Regions from separate parts of the Drosophila melanogaster genome. Here region 1 is linked to region 2. A link is a contact called in public HiChIP or PLAC-seq data. All regions are on one chromosome and are shown on one strand. Each heading gives the region's core, a stretch centred on a gene start, on an enhancer-like site or on the middle of the called end of the contact. The rest is flanking DNA. Distances are from core to core; before and after follow the strand shown. Region 1 holds the start of Arp2 (Actin-related protein 2). Region 2 holds the start of hang (hangover).

Region 1 (5,805 bases), core at 2,952-5,451, 130 kb before region 2:
GCTACCCTTCGTGGGCGAGAAGGTCACCGAGATGTTGGTGAACGTGCTGAACATCTGCTCCGACGACGAGCTCATGACCGAGGAGAGCGAGGAGCCGCTCTCCGACGACGAGGCGGCGCTGCGCAAGGAGGTGATACGCAACAAGATCCGTGCCATTGGCAAGATGGCGCGCGTCTTCTCCGTGCTGCGCGAGGAGTCCGAGTCGGTGCTGCAGCTGAAGGGCCTGACGCCCACGGGCGCCCTGCCCCTCGGCGCCCTCTCCGGCGGCAAGCAGTCGCTCAAGAACGCCATGCAGGGCTTCTCGCCCAACCACAAGATTACCTCGTTCGCGGAGGCCAAGGGCCTGGATGCCGTCAACGAACGGATGCCGCCGCGGCGGGATCAGCCGCCCACGCCCAGCGAGGATCCGAATCAGCACAGTCAGCAGGGCGGCAAAAATGGGGCTGGACATGGGTAAGCTGTGCCATCTAGTGCGGCTGCAGGACGAGGATGCAGATGCAGATGCGGCACGGTGGAGTCTGGCGAGGTCTGAATTGGTCTGAAGGAGGGGCTGAGTGGAGCGGAGCGGAGGCAACACAAAGAACACCAACCGAACGGAACCTTAATTAAACTTAATGTGGCAGAGCAACAACTTAAATACTAAAACCAATTCTAATTCTAAGTAATTGTCATAACCCCCTGCATTTCGTATGTGATCCCGCACCAGCTCCATGCCCATGTCTATGTCCATGGCCCAGAGCCTCCAAACCGACGGCACGGAGCAGAGATTTGTTTTTACGCAGGCGCGCGCACATTGGATATTAAAATTATGTGTGGCATACTTTGGCGCGCCGGCCCCCAAAACGGAAAATTCCCTTTCGCGATAGAAGAAAACCAACCCATAACGTAACCCATAACCTAGCTTAAGTTGTAATGTATAAACTATAAACTGAAATGGGCAAATTTTAAAATGGAAAATGAACAAAACGGAAAGAGCTAATTGAAATCCCTCCCCCTGCGATAATGCGATAATTTAAGATGAAAAACCCCAGCAGAATCCCCATAATCCCCAGAGGCAAGAAACACTAATCCAATTGAAGAGATATGGGAAACAAAATCCAGCGCTAATCTGTTCCAAACATTTAGCAGCGGCAAAAAAGAAGCGTACATATATGTATACATATGATTATTTAGAAATATCGAGGCGCAGTGCCGAGATGCAACCGAAAGTGTAATGAAATTTGAAATGAGCAAAGGTCATTTTTTGTAATAATCGTAATCCTTGAACTCTAGAAATGTAATCTTGCATAGAAGAAACGAATGAAACAAGCAAACAAATTCGAAACCATTTGCAATATGTGCCGCAATAGTCCATAAATGTTCCTTATACGAATTAAACATTGAAAGTGAAATCAGAGTTTATTTTTTTTTTTTTAAATATATACTTAAATATATGTATATGTATTATTGTTGCATAATCTAACTTTTGACTTAATATGTTACATTTTACGTGTACGACTGTGTGTGTATAACTAACTATTTGCGTTTTATCAGTAGCTTGGCGAACAAAAAACAAAAAACAAAAAAAAACCAACCAAATGGCAAAAGCAAAAGCAAAGAAAAAGCAGCAAAAATCCATAAGAGATCACACAAGATGATAATCGTTGTTTGAGGATCACAGTCTAGCTAATTAATAAATTGATGAATAGGATCGATCGATTTCCATTGATGTGAATGCATTTTGAACACTGAAAGAACGGATCGTTTACCATTTAAATAGCAAATCAAATATTTAACTATTAAATTACTGTGTAAACCTAATAACGTATAATATATTTCTGCGTGTAAATTGAACTAAACGATTAATTAATTAACTAATTTAGCGAATCGATTTTTGTTGAGAGAGAAAGAGCGCTAGCACACACACACACACAAACACAAAACTTATTTTCCTTGACTTAGTATGAGCTAATTGCAATGAGATTAAGCGAATGAGATGTATTTAAGTAAGTATAAGGCATGGCACACACATGAGAAACGGATGAGTTTCGGCGTTTCAGATCAATTCAATGATAATGATGGCAATCAAGTTCTCAATTTGCGCCTACACCTCTTCCCAAAAACCGATGATATCAGCTTCTCCTTTATCACTAATCACAACCACTATCAATGCGAAATCAAAAGCTATAAGATATACCACATACATACTCACGCAAGAAATGCCTTCATCGAGATCATATTATCCACGAACCAAGAATATTAACGCTGTACTTTTGCTTCGACTCTTCAACCACCAATAATTGCATTGAACTCTAATCTAAATATTTATACAGATATATATATATATTATATACCGAGTTGGCATTGGAAAACAGTTAGTTTTAGTGATCTATGCACGTATCGTAACAATACCAAGATTAATTAAATCGTAGCTAAAAGAAACAAATCAAGGATGAGGCGGCAGTCGCAGAGTTTCCCTCTTAGCTTTTATAAAAAAAAAAAAGATGGAGAAATGGAAACAACTTACTCAACTAATTGAGAGATACACCATATTTATATAGATATATATATAGCGTTTTTTTTTTTTGTTAATCCTCCACCACAACTATATAATTATTGAAAGTTGATGAAAGCTGTTGGGCCGTTTAAGTTTCAGAGTTTCTGTTCTATATGTGGTTAAAATTGTTAATGTTGTTACACCGCAAATGCATACTTAGTTAGTTAGTCGAGTGAAATGGGAGTTCCCCCAAATCACATTTAATTGCAATAGTCTCGAGTATTGAACGCCAAGAACACCAATTCCATAGAATGATTGTATACACTCAGAAAATCAATCGGCATTTATGTTCGAAAATCGCCGCAAATATTTTCAACAAGTATGGGTTTTTACGGATTTAAAATAATGAAATTGAAAACTAAATTCCATATTGTTAGGCTATAAACAAATGTTTCTATTGATGGACAACATTTCAGGTATAATTTTTGAAAAACAACAAATATTTATTTCAATTGTTAATACCAAAATACGCATAGGTCAACAATTAAGTTTTAATTTTTTTTTTTTAATATAGTTTAATTATCAAAGAACTATACATTTTAAGCCATTAAACGTAGGCAATATTCAGATAATTTTCTGAAATAAATTAATTGTAAATTTTGGATTCTCTTAGGGCGATTTGCATTCCGAGTGTATCAAGAGCCATGGTAAATAATAAAGCTAAGAAGTATTAATAATTCTACACTATGTATGACTAACAATACATTTGCTTAGTTCCCTCGATAAAGAAAGTACATAACTATTGCATGAGGCATAGGCAAAACTTCCTGGCACATAGTAAAAGTAAATAATTGAATAGAACGGCTGAGGAGGAGATGAGTAGATTTTGATAATATGTACGTCAAGACCATGCCAACATACTTATGGGAACTATTTAAAAAGCATTAAAACGTTCAATATAACACATAATACCCAGACAAAAGCAGAATCAAAAAATGCGGGAACGAGACGGCTGCATGGTATATACATACATATATAAGACATTTCGCCTCTTAAAGCAATTATAAAGATAACAAATGAGTAACGTTTATTATATTATTAAATTATACATACATATACATACTATATAAACGGAATAAAATAAATCAGCAACAAACTTTCCATTTTATGGCGTTCGATCACTTAACTTTTTATCCTTGGGAGCAGTATTGTCAAGTTATCATTTTTCTTCTTAATTGCTTAAATTACAATTCTTTAAATACATGCATGTATTCAATGATGGCGCCAAATTTTGAACCTGTTTTAAGTCTTAATTCAAGAATATTTTTCCAAGTATGAGAGTGAACGAGAGGCAAGAGCGCAAACGAAAAATACCAGAAATCAATGTGAGTATTTTGAAATTTCAGCAATTGCCGAATTGGTTTTTCAAATAGATGTGATTAGTTGTTAAATTGCCAAATCTTTAATCCAATAATTTAATTAATAAAGTCTTAATTGAATTGAAATTGTTTTGTGTAAATCCTGTGCAAGTAACATATATTACTAATAAACTTGTATTTTTTAATCTTTTTTAAATTGTTAAAAGTGGCACACAGACTAGTAAACTTAATTAACAAATTTGTAAAATAATAAAAAAATATAATTGGATCTAGTATCTAAACGGTTCTGGTATTTATTTTCGGTGTTTTGTACGCTTCAGTCCAACGCCGATAGTATCGAATATGCATCTATTTTTATTCAACTCTGGGGAGTAACGAGGGAGTTTTTGTACAGCAGTATAACTAAATTATAAGTATAAATAGTCGATAGCGGCAAACTGTTTCGGCCTAAATTTAATTGCGAGTCTAAATTAAGAGTTCAATTCCCAATAACCGCCAAACGAAGCGGCGATAAACGTAAGCGATAGAGTGGCGAAGAGAGCAAGGTTCCCGCCCGCGTGTTGTGAGAGTGTGCGAGTGGAAGAGGAAAGTGTATGATTAAGTACAATCGCTCTCCGGCGGTCCAAATACAAAAAAAGCCGAAAAGGAATCAATTAACAGTAGTGCTCAACAAACGGCCCAGGAAGTCAACAGGAAAGGCGATTGATGTGCAATATTTTGTTTGGTTTTATCGAGCAGAGGCGCTGCGAGCTGTGATTTCAAACCGAATCACAACCAACACCCAAAAAGGCAACCTGGTCGCGTCATCAGTGGAAGTGGAAAGGCAGTTGCCACAGCAGAGGCAGAAGCAACGGGAGTAGCAGAAGCAGTGGTTTTCCAGAGATCCGGTTTTGAGTCCTTCAAGCATGGACAGCAAGGGTCGAAATGTTATCGTCTGTGATAACGGCACTGGGGTAAGATAACGGGAAAGTCACCACCCGCACCGCCCACATCACCCACAAGCGGTGAAAACAGAGCGCACACACCCACACCATCACCAACGACTGGTGTGTGACACACATTTCGAGTGTTGTTGGCTGCGCTTCTTTCGTTTTCTTCTTCTTGTGGACTAAGCAGCGCTTCTGCTGCTGCTGCTTATTTCACTGCTTGCTGGCCAGCGGGCGTTGACGTCGCGGTTAGTCAAGCAGTTGCAGCAGTTGCAATTACGCGATTGCCTCTTCCTCTCCTTTATATTCCGCTTCCCCACTCTTCTTCTTGCTCTCCGCTTGACTAATCAGTGGATTACTCACGATTCCAGCGTTACTCAGTATCTCCCACACCTACATATTTGTCGAAAGAGCGACACTGGCACACACCAACACTTCCATAAAATTTCCGACAATCAGTTCTTATCGCAGGCCCAGAATTTTTGTATTGTGATAACGGTCCGATTTCGATAAGCGTCCGATAAACCACAACAGTAAAAGCGCAAGCAAATGCTGCACCGAGAAAAATGATTTAGCTGGTCCTAAACCAAATAATCAAAACTAATTCAAAAATTTTTGTTTTGTGATAACGGTCCGAATTCGATAAGTCACAGCAGTAAAAACGCAAGGAAATGCTGCACCGGGAAAAATGATATAGCTGGTCTTAAACAAAATGATTAAAAATAATTATTTATTATTATTATGTGCAATTTTTAAGTACCTGTTGATACAAAAGCATTTTAAATTATCATATTACGTGTTAGGGCTTAACTCAAATAATAATATATGTACATATGTCGGCTGTCATATTATTTTAATGTGTTTCCACATACACCATAATATAAATATATGTATTTATGACATCTCCATTTATTTTTCAGTTCGTTAAGTGCGGATATGCCGGCAGCAATTTCCCCACCCACATTTTTCCCTCGATGGTGGGACGACCCATGATTCGGGCGGTCAACAAAATCGGCGATATCGA
Region 2 (6,446 bases), core at 3,486-5,985:
ATCCTATGTACAATTATCCCACACTACCAGCAGAGGATTTCGAGTGAGCTGCTCCATCTCCATTTCCAACTGCACACTCCAACTCCATTCCGATTCGATAATATGTTGTTCATTCACCTCGCCCAAACCAGCGTTTCCTTTATGGCCGCCATGTTTCCCAGTGCAATTGGATACAGGATACAAGGATTCCCATGTTCCGCGGACTGCACTTTAATGCGGCAACATCGGAAACCCATTTGGGTTTGGGTTTATCCACATTGTGGCGATATGCTACGCAATAAGGTGAGATTTTAGAAAGTCGCAAAAGGGCAGGAGTTATGTACATAGTATGTACATACATACATACATACATACATACATAGTGGTCATGGTGTACGTATGTATACAATGCAGAAAGACTTGTGGCAGCTGCAGATGCGATTCCACCAGCTGCCGCCTTCGTTTTCTGCTGGCCACCAGGTGCAATAATCACCAGCCATGGAGCATGGACCATCCATCCATCCAATCCATTCCACGCCATTCCCCGCCTCCTCAGCTCCTGCGTCGTGGAACAAGTTCTTTTCCTTTTTGTGTCCTTATTCGTTTCAAACCCATGCTGTTTATATCTATATGGATATCTCTATATATGTATGTATTTGTGCCTGTGGGCAAGAGAAAGAGAGCATCCTGTCCTGTCCGTTCCACGCACAACAAGACGTAGAAATAACCAAAAAGTAACCCTCATATTTAGCAGACCGGAGATCTTGAGGGCAGCAACAAAGGAACAACAACAACAGCGCAGGAACAGGAGCAGGAGCAGGATGATGAAGAGTCGGGATTCGGAATCAGGGTTCATTTCGGGCATATTGAATTTCGTCGCAGGCAAAGGCAAACGACAACGCAAAACAAAATACAAATAAAAACGCAAGTGCAACAGGGTCCACCCTAGGGCTTCCGAACAGCTGTTATCGTTCATGCTGAGATCAATGCGAATGAGTTATCGATAAAGACGGCGGACTTGAAACTTCATCGCCGATGAAGTTGAAGGGGGGGGGGAGGGTGTAAGAGGCGCAAAAGCAAATAGAAACAAATTCTAGGAATTGAATATACCGCACATTTATCCCGAAATTCAAAGCGATTTACAGTTACCAATTTTGGAATGGCAAGATTTCATAACAGTGAAAAGAACAGTGAGAAATATAAAAGATTTTAAATATCTACATTGTATTTGGACAATCTTTGCGTTTCCTTGTAATGTTTTTAAATTTCATATTATCTTGCCCCCTATTTCACAATGATTTAAACTCCTAATTTCACAATTTTGCATAGTTTCCTCGATTTAATGTTTTCGTCTCATTCTGGATCATCGTTCCATCCATCGTAAGCCATTTTCCTCTTCTGGGCAACCAGGGCGACATCCTTTGGCCGTTTGTGTATCCCTCAAGTGTGTATCCTTGATTTACGGAATCCCGGCTACCTATTCCAACCAGTCCAGTCAGCCCTCACCCGCCATCTTGGATGAGGCAATGGAAGGAAATGTGCGGATGCCTCTGCTGCTTCTCTGTGTGCCCTTGTTGGCTTCCCCTCGTATCCAATACCCCAAGCCCGCCGCTCCCCGCGGAATCCCTCTTTTATCGGCATGTCATCTCGTCACGTCGCTTCATCTTCATCGTCGTCGTCGTCGTCGCATTTTTTGGCCAAGGGGAGAAAGTTGGTCCACCTGGGGACCAAGAGCCACAAAATGGAGACGCCGCTCAACTGCTCAACTGCCTGCCCGCTGCTTCAGTTTGTTGTTGCTTTTGTTGTTGGAAATTCGATGCGGGCCGCAGGAGGAGCTCATCCAGCCAGTTAAAGAAGCAGCAGAAGAAGGCATAAAGCAGAAATATATGAACATCCCGCCAGGTAATCTGGTGTGCCCAAGGTGAAACCACTCGACGAAATTGTGTGCCCGGTTTTGGGTCTCCGCCGCTGACCGTTGTCCGCTTACCGCCAGCCAACCCCTGCTCTTTCTTCATAACCGTGCCCATATACCTATGCCCTTACCCATGCTGAAGCCCAAGCCCAAGCCCAAGTCCGAGCCCATACCCAAGTCCATGCCTATGCCCATACCCATACCCATTCCCATACCCATATACCCACTCCCGTTTCCCGGTCTCTTTTGCCAGTGTCTTTGTTTCGTTTGCCTGTGGTGCTGTGTGCGTGTGTATGCCATGGCGAGCATGTGGTCCGCCTCCAGATAACGAGAACGGAGCAAGAGCAAGAGCCAGCACAGCCAGAGCCAGTGCCAGTGGAAGAGGAAGAGCCAAGAGCAACAGCAAGAGAAGCAGTCGAGCTAGCGACGATGACGACGATGACGCCAACTTATATATGTACAATATACACCACCTCTGTCGGAGCCAACTGGCGTGCCATGGTGTGCGTGTGTCCATGTGGCCATGTTCCCGTGTCTGTGTGAAGAGCAATTGCCATGAAATCGAATCGAAGCCCAGGGAAAAGAACAGAGAATCGCGGCGAAGCAACCGAGCACCATTGGACCCAACCATCTATCCATCCATCCATTGGGGGCACCAAGCAGACCAAGCTGGCGAAGCGGATATGGAATATTGGGGATACACATACTGGATGGAATGCCGGGCAAACCCAGCGGAAAAAACCGGAAAAGCAAGCATGCAAGAGGCCGTAGAAAGAATCAATAAACGAAGCTAGCGAAGCCCCAGTCCAAGTCCTCCTCCTGTTCCGCCTGTTCCGTCTCCGTCACTTCAATTTCCTTGCAAGGATGCGCGCGCGCAAAGAGAGAGCGCCGGCGGAGCAGAGAGCAACTGCTGCCCTCCAAGCGAAATTCCTTGAAAAAGGTACGCAGCAGGCAGCTACAGCGCAAAATTATATGTAATTGGCCTGGGTTTTTGGGTTTTCGGTTTTTCGGTTTTCTGGCCTGGAATCTCTGAATCTCTGTGTGTCCGCCGCACACACACCAACACCGATACAGCCAGGGGCACACAGACGCAGCCAGGCACACTAATACCAAGGCAACAACGGCGGCGGCGGCGGCAACGACGGCGCGCTCATCGGGCTTTATGCTTTGTGCTGGTCATTCGCAGCTGCTCTCGCAATCGAGAAGTGGAGGATGAAAAGGAGAACGAGGAAACGGATGAGCCGCTGGAGGAAGAAGAGGAGCAAGCGGAGCAGGCTGTAGATTTTTGGAAAGGAAGCAGGATCAGTTCTAACCTCAAAGCGGGAAGGCAATGAAAGCAATGGAATCGAAGAAGGAGGAGTAGCAAAAGTGTAGAGTTCAAGTTTGATTATGAGCTAAAGATTGTGGTCGTGATTGGATTTCAGCCAGAATGGAGCTCCAATTCTACTCCTCCGTCTCCTCTTTCTCCTACACCCATTCTCTTCCACTCCCACTGCATCGTGACTTGGCAGTGGAAACATTGGAAACCCAAAACCTAGCCACACACCCATACCAAAGCAGATGAGGAGTAGGAGGCGGAGTTTGGCTGGTTTTCGGTTCGTTCGTTTTTTTTTTTTTTGTTTGCTTGGTTTTTCGTTTTTGGATGTGGCTGGCCATCATCTTTGGTTGCTTGCACAATCCCCCTTCGATGGGTCTTGAACTCCGGGGCCCAATGCCCACTGCCCAATGGTTACTCGGCATCATCCGTAACCTCACTTTTCCATTCTGTCCAGCGAACGGGTGTGGCCACCGCCTCATCCTTCCACTGACCATTTGGGATCTGTGTGTATAACTGTTAATGGTGTCCAACCACCAGAGCACCGGAGTGCCAGAGCACCCAAGAGAGCGTTCAGTGAGAGCGGCGGACTCGGACTCGGAATCGGAGACCCGGGATGACGACACCGACGGCAGCAATGGCGATGGCAACAGCCGGATTATGTATATACCCGCATCCGCATCCGCACCCGTGCCCATGCCCACACCCATACCCATACCCATAACCACTCACCTTGATGCCGACGCAGTTGTGGATCTTGGTGGACAGCGGCTCCTTGTCGGCCGCATAGCTATTGATGATCGAGATGCATTCGGTTTGTGGGGCGATGCACAGGCGACAGCAGTTTTGTCGCGCCGACCGTTCGCTGTTGCTGTTTCTCGCCGATGTTGCTGTTGCTGCTGTTGGAATGGCCGCTTCAGGGGATGTGGTTCCCGCTGACGCAGTGGCTACCGTCGTCGTTGTCGTTCCAGGCTGTGTCGCTGTGGCCTCCAATGCTACCGATGCTGTTGTTGTTGCGACGGCTGCTGCTACTGCTGCTGTTGTTGTTGTTGTCGCTGTTGCCGCCGCAGCGTCGCACATTTTGTCGCTTTTGTATTGGTCGCCCTCTCGCTCTCTTCTTTGCCGCTTGCTTCTACTTCTCGGTTGAATTTGTTTTTGGGTTTGGTTTTTTGCACGTTTTCACTTTTGTTTCGGTCTGCGTCCGTTCGCAATCGTTCCACACCATCCACATCCACTACTACAATATACTACTATGTGCTATATTATCCGCTCTCCGACGGAAACGACCACGCCGCTCGCGTTTCCCACTTTTCGCACATTGTTCGCACTGGTTCTTTTACTTATTTCGTTGCCATTGATCCTTTGCTGATTCGCAATTTGGAGTTTCGCTCTTGGGTTTCCTTTATCTTCGCCTATTTTTCCACTTCGCTTTTGTTTGGAGGAGTCGCACTGGAAAAAAAATGACCGCTACACTGGGACTGCGAATTGCCGTGGCGTATCTGCGACTGTAAACGGGAAAATGATTTCTGGCGAAAAAAGGTCGTTTTTGGCTAGAGATGGGCACGCCGGGCGAAGCCTGGACCTTACTATCGCTATCGCTTGTGGCAGACGCATGCGTGGTCACACTTACCACTGTACGGCGGTTTTTCTTAGCGGTCGCATACCCGGTCACTCTGGGAAATAACCATCAAAGAAGCCATTTTAATTCGATAAGTCGATCTCTTTGACTTTTTATATCGCGGCTATATAGAATTTCAAAATAAAAGTATGAAAAACTCCACATAAAGATTGTACAAAGATTCTCTATAAAGTGAATCATAAAATTTACTGCATTGAACGTACTTTAGCTTAAATTTCCGTTGATTTCTTATTGGGAAATTAGGTATGTTAAGAGATTTGAATTAAGCAACTACAAAAGTGAATTCTGAAAACTGATTTCCAAATTAAAGAAAATAATGTTTTAATATTGCAGTTACTTCGCAGTTATACCGGGAACATACGAAATTGTGAATGCACCGGCTACTCGATAGCCACCGATATTCCGATTGGAAAGGGCACAGCTATCGACTAGAATCGAGTAATCAAAGTAACAACAGGTTGTTGTCCCGCCCTGGCGGTAAGTCAGTTGATAAATTCACTTCGGCATTACAAAATACCCGCAGAGTGCCAACATCGCGTTTGCCGATACTTAAAGTAATTAAAAGCGTTATAATTGTGCCGTTCTTTATGGTGTATTTGTTTTCGCGCAACATGCGTGTTCTTATTGCTGTTTAACACGTTTCCCTGAAGTGTAGACTTGTGAAATCTTTACTTTAAGTCTCTGCTCCCAAATATTCTCCAAGACAGACGTATTTGTGTGCCTGTGTGTGTATCTGCCGAGAAGAAATACATATATCGTACGACTGGTGGCGGGGTAACCAGCGATAGAAACTTTCGTTTGATATCTTCAGATACAAAGATACAATTGTATCTCGAAATGCAACTACTCACACACACGCACGCACGCACACCGGCACTGACACGTGTTGATGTGCTGCACTTGTGTGCGTTTTACCCATCTGTTGATTGCGACCTTGCTAGTAAATAATTACCATCTAATAAATTATGATACAATAGGAATAGATGCGCCCACCTATGTATCTAATTATGTAGGGGCGTGCACATAAGGCCCATTTTTATGCCTAAATGCCAATCTTCTGACCTATCTATCTATCTCATGTGCGCTTTTAATAGGTTATACTTAAATGAAAGCGATCGAACTTATACTTTTCCCGGAATCCGGGACCATTTCAAAGAATTTCAAGATAAGCGCACTCAAAGTTGTAAGCGATTATTGTCTTATTTTTAGTGGTATTTACGCAAAGTTGTTCGAATTTACTGTGCCAAAATCATAAGTAAAGAAATATATAAAAAGTACAACAACTAATTGCAAAATGAAGCATCAAAATTGTATTTCGCAAATGTTCGAAATATCTTTTCGGCTCTATGTAACTATGAATCCAAAATTCACAGGAATTTTACTTCTGATCCATTTGTAAAAGCATGACTCAATTAGTATACATAGATACTTAGATACATAGATACTTATGTATGCGCACGGGTAGACTTTGTTGACGTGGGTTTGAGTGTAAGATGAATCATCTCGGAGTGAGCAAATGCGTTCTGTTGCCTTGAAAACGGCCCTTTCCGATGATAATGGACCGCAGAAATCGCTGCGGTGGAAATAAAGCCATTGTTCTG

Evidence for each region. HiChIP or PLAC-seq counts read pairs in DNA pulled down with a chosen protein or histone mark.
Region 1: a Psq HiChIP or PLAC-seq map of the Kc167 cell line shows a contact between it and region 2, with 3 times the contacts expected there. The contact joins the promoter of Arp2 here to the promoter of hang in region 2. A contact is called at or near these places in 6 of 107 Hi-C or Micro-C datasets (the D17-c3 cell line, the Kc167 cell line, the S2 cell line and 2 more) and 1 of 6 datasets of contacts at active chromatin or transcription factors (the Kc167 cell line).

The regions. Positions count from the first base shown.
Region 1 is chrX:16,552,347-16,558,151 of dm6, reverse strand. Arp2 (Actin-related protein 2) reads left to right here and starts at 4,201. Exons shown (of 7, transcript NM_001103531.2): 1 at 4,201-4,371; 2 at 4,594-4,808; 3 at 5,702-5,805. The coding sequence starts at 4,761. It overlaps Pp2B-14D (Protein phosphatase 2B at 14D), which reads left to right. Exons shown (of 1, transcript NM_001258786.3): 1 at 1-3,525. The coding sequence ends at 457.
Region 2 is chrX:16,421,120-16,427,565 of dm6, reverse strand. It overlaps hang (hangover), which reads right to left and starts at 4,735. Exons shown (of 8, transcript NM_167521.3): 1 at 3,939-4,735. The coding sequence starts at 4,286. It overlaps AnxB11 (Annexin B11), which reads left to right and starts at 5,324. Exons shown (of 8, transcript NM_001272689.1): 1 at 5,324-5,785.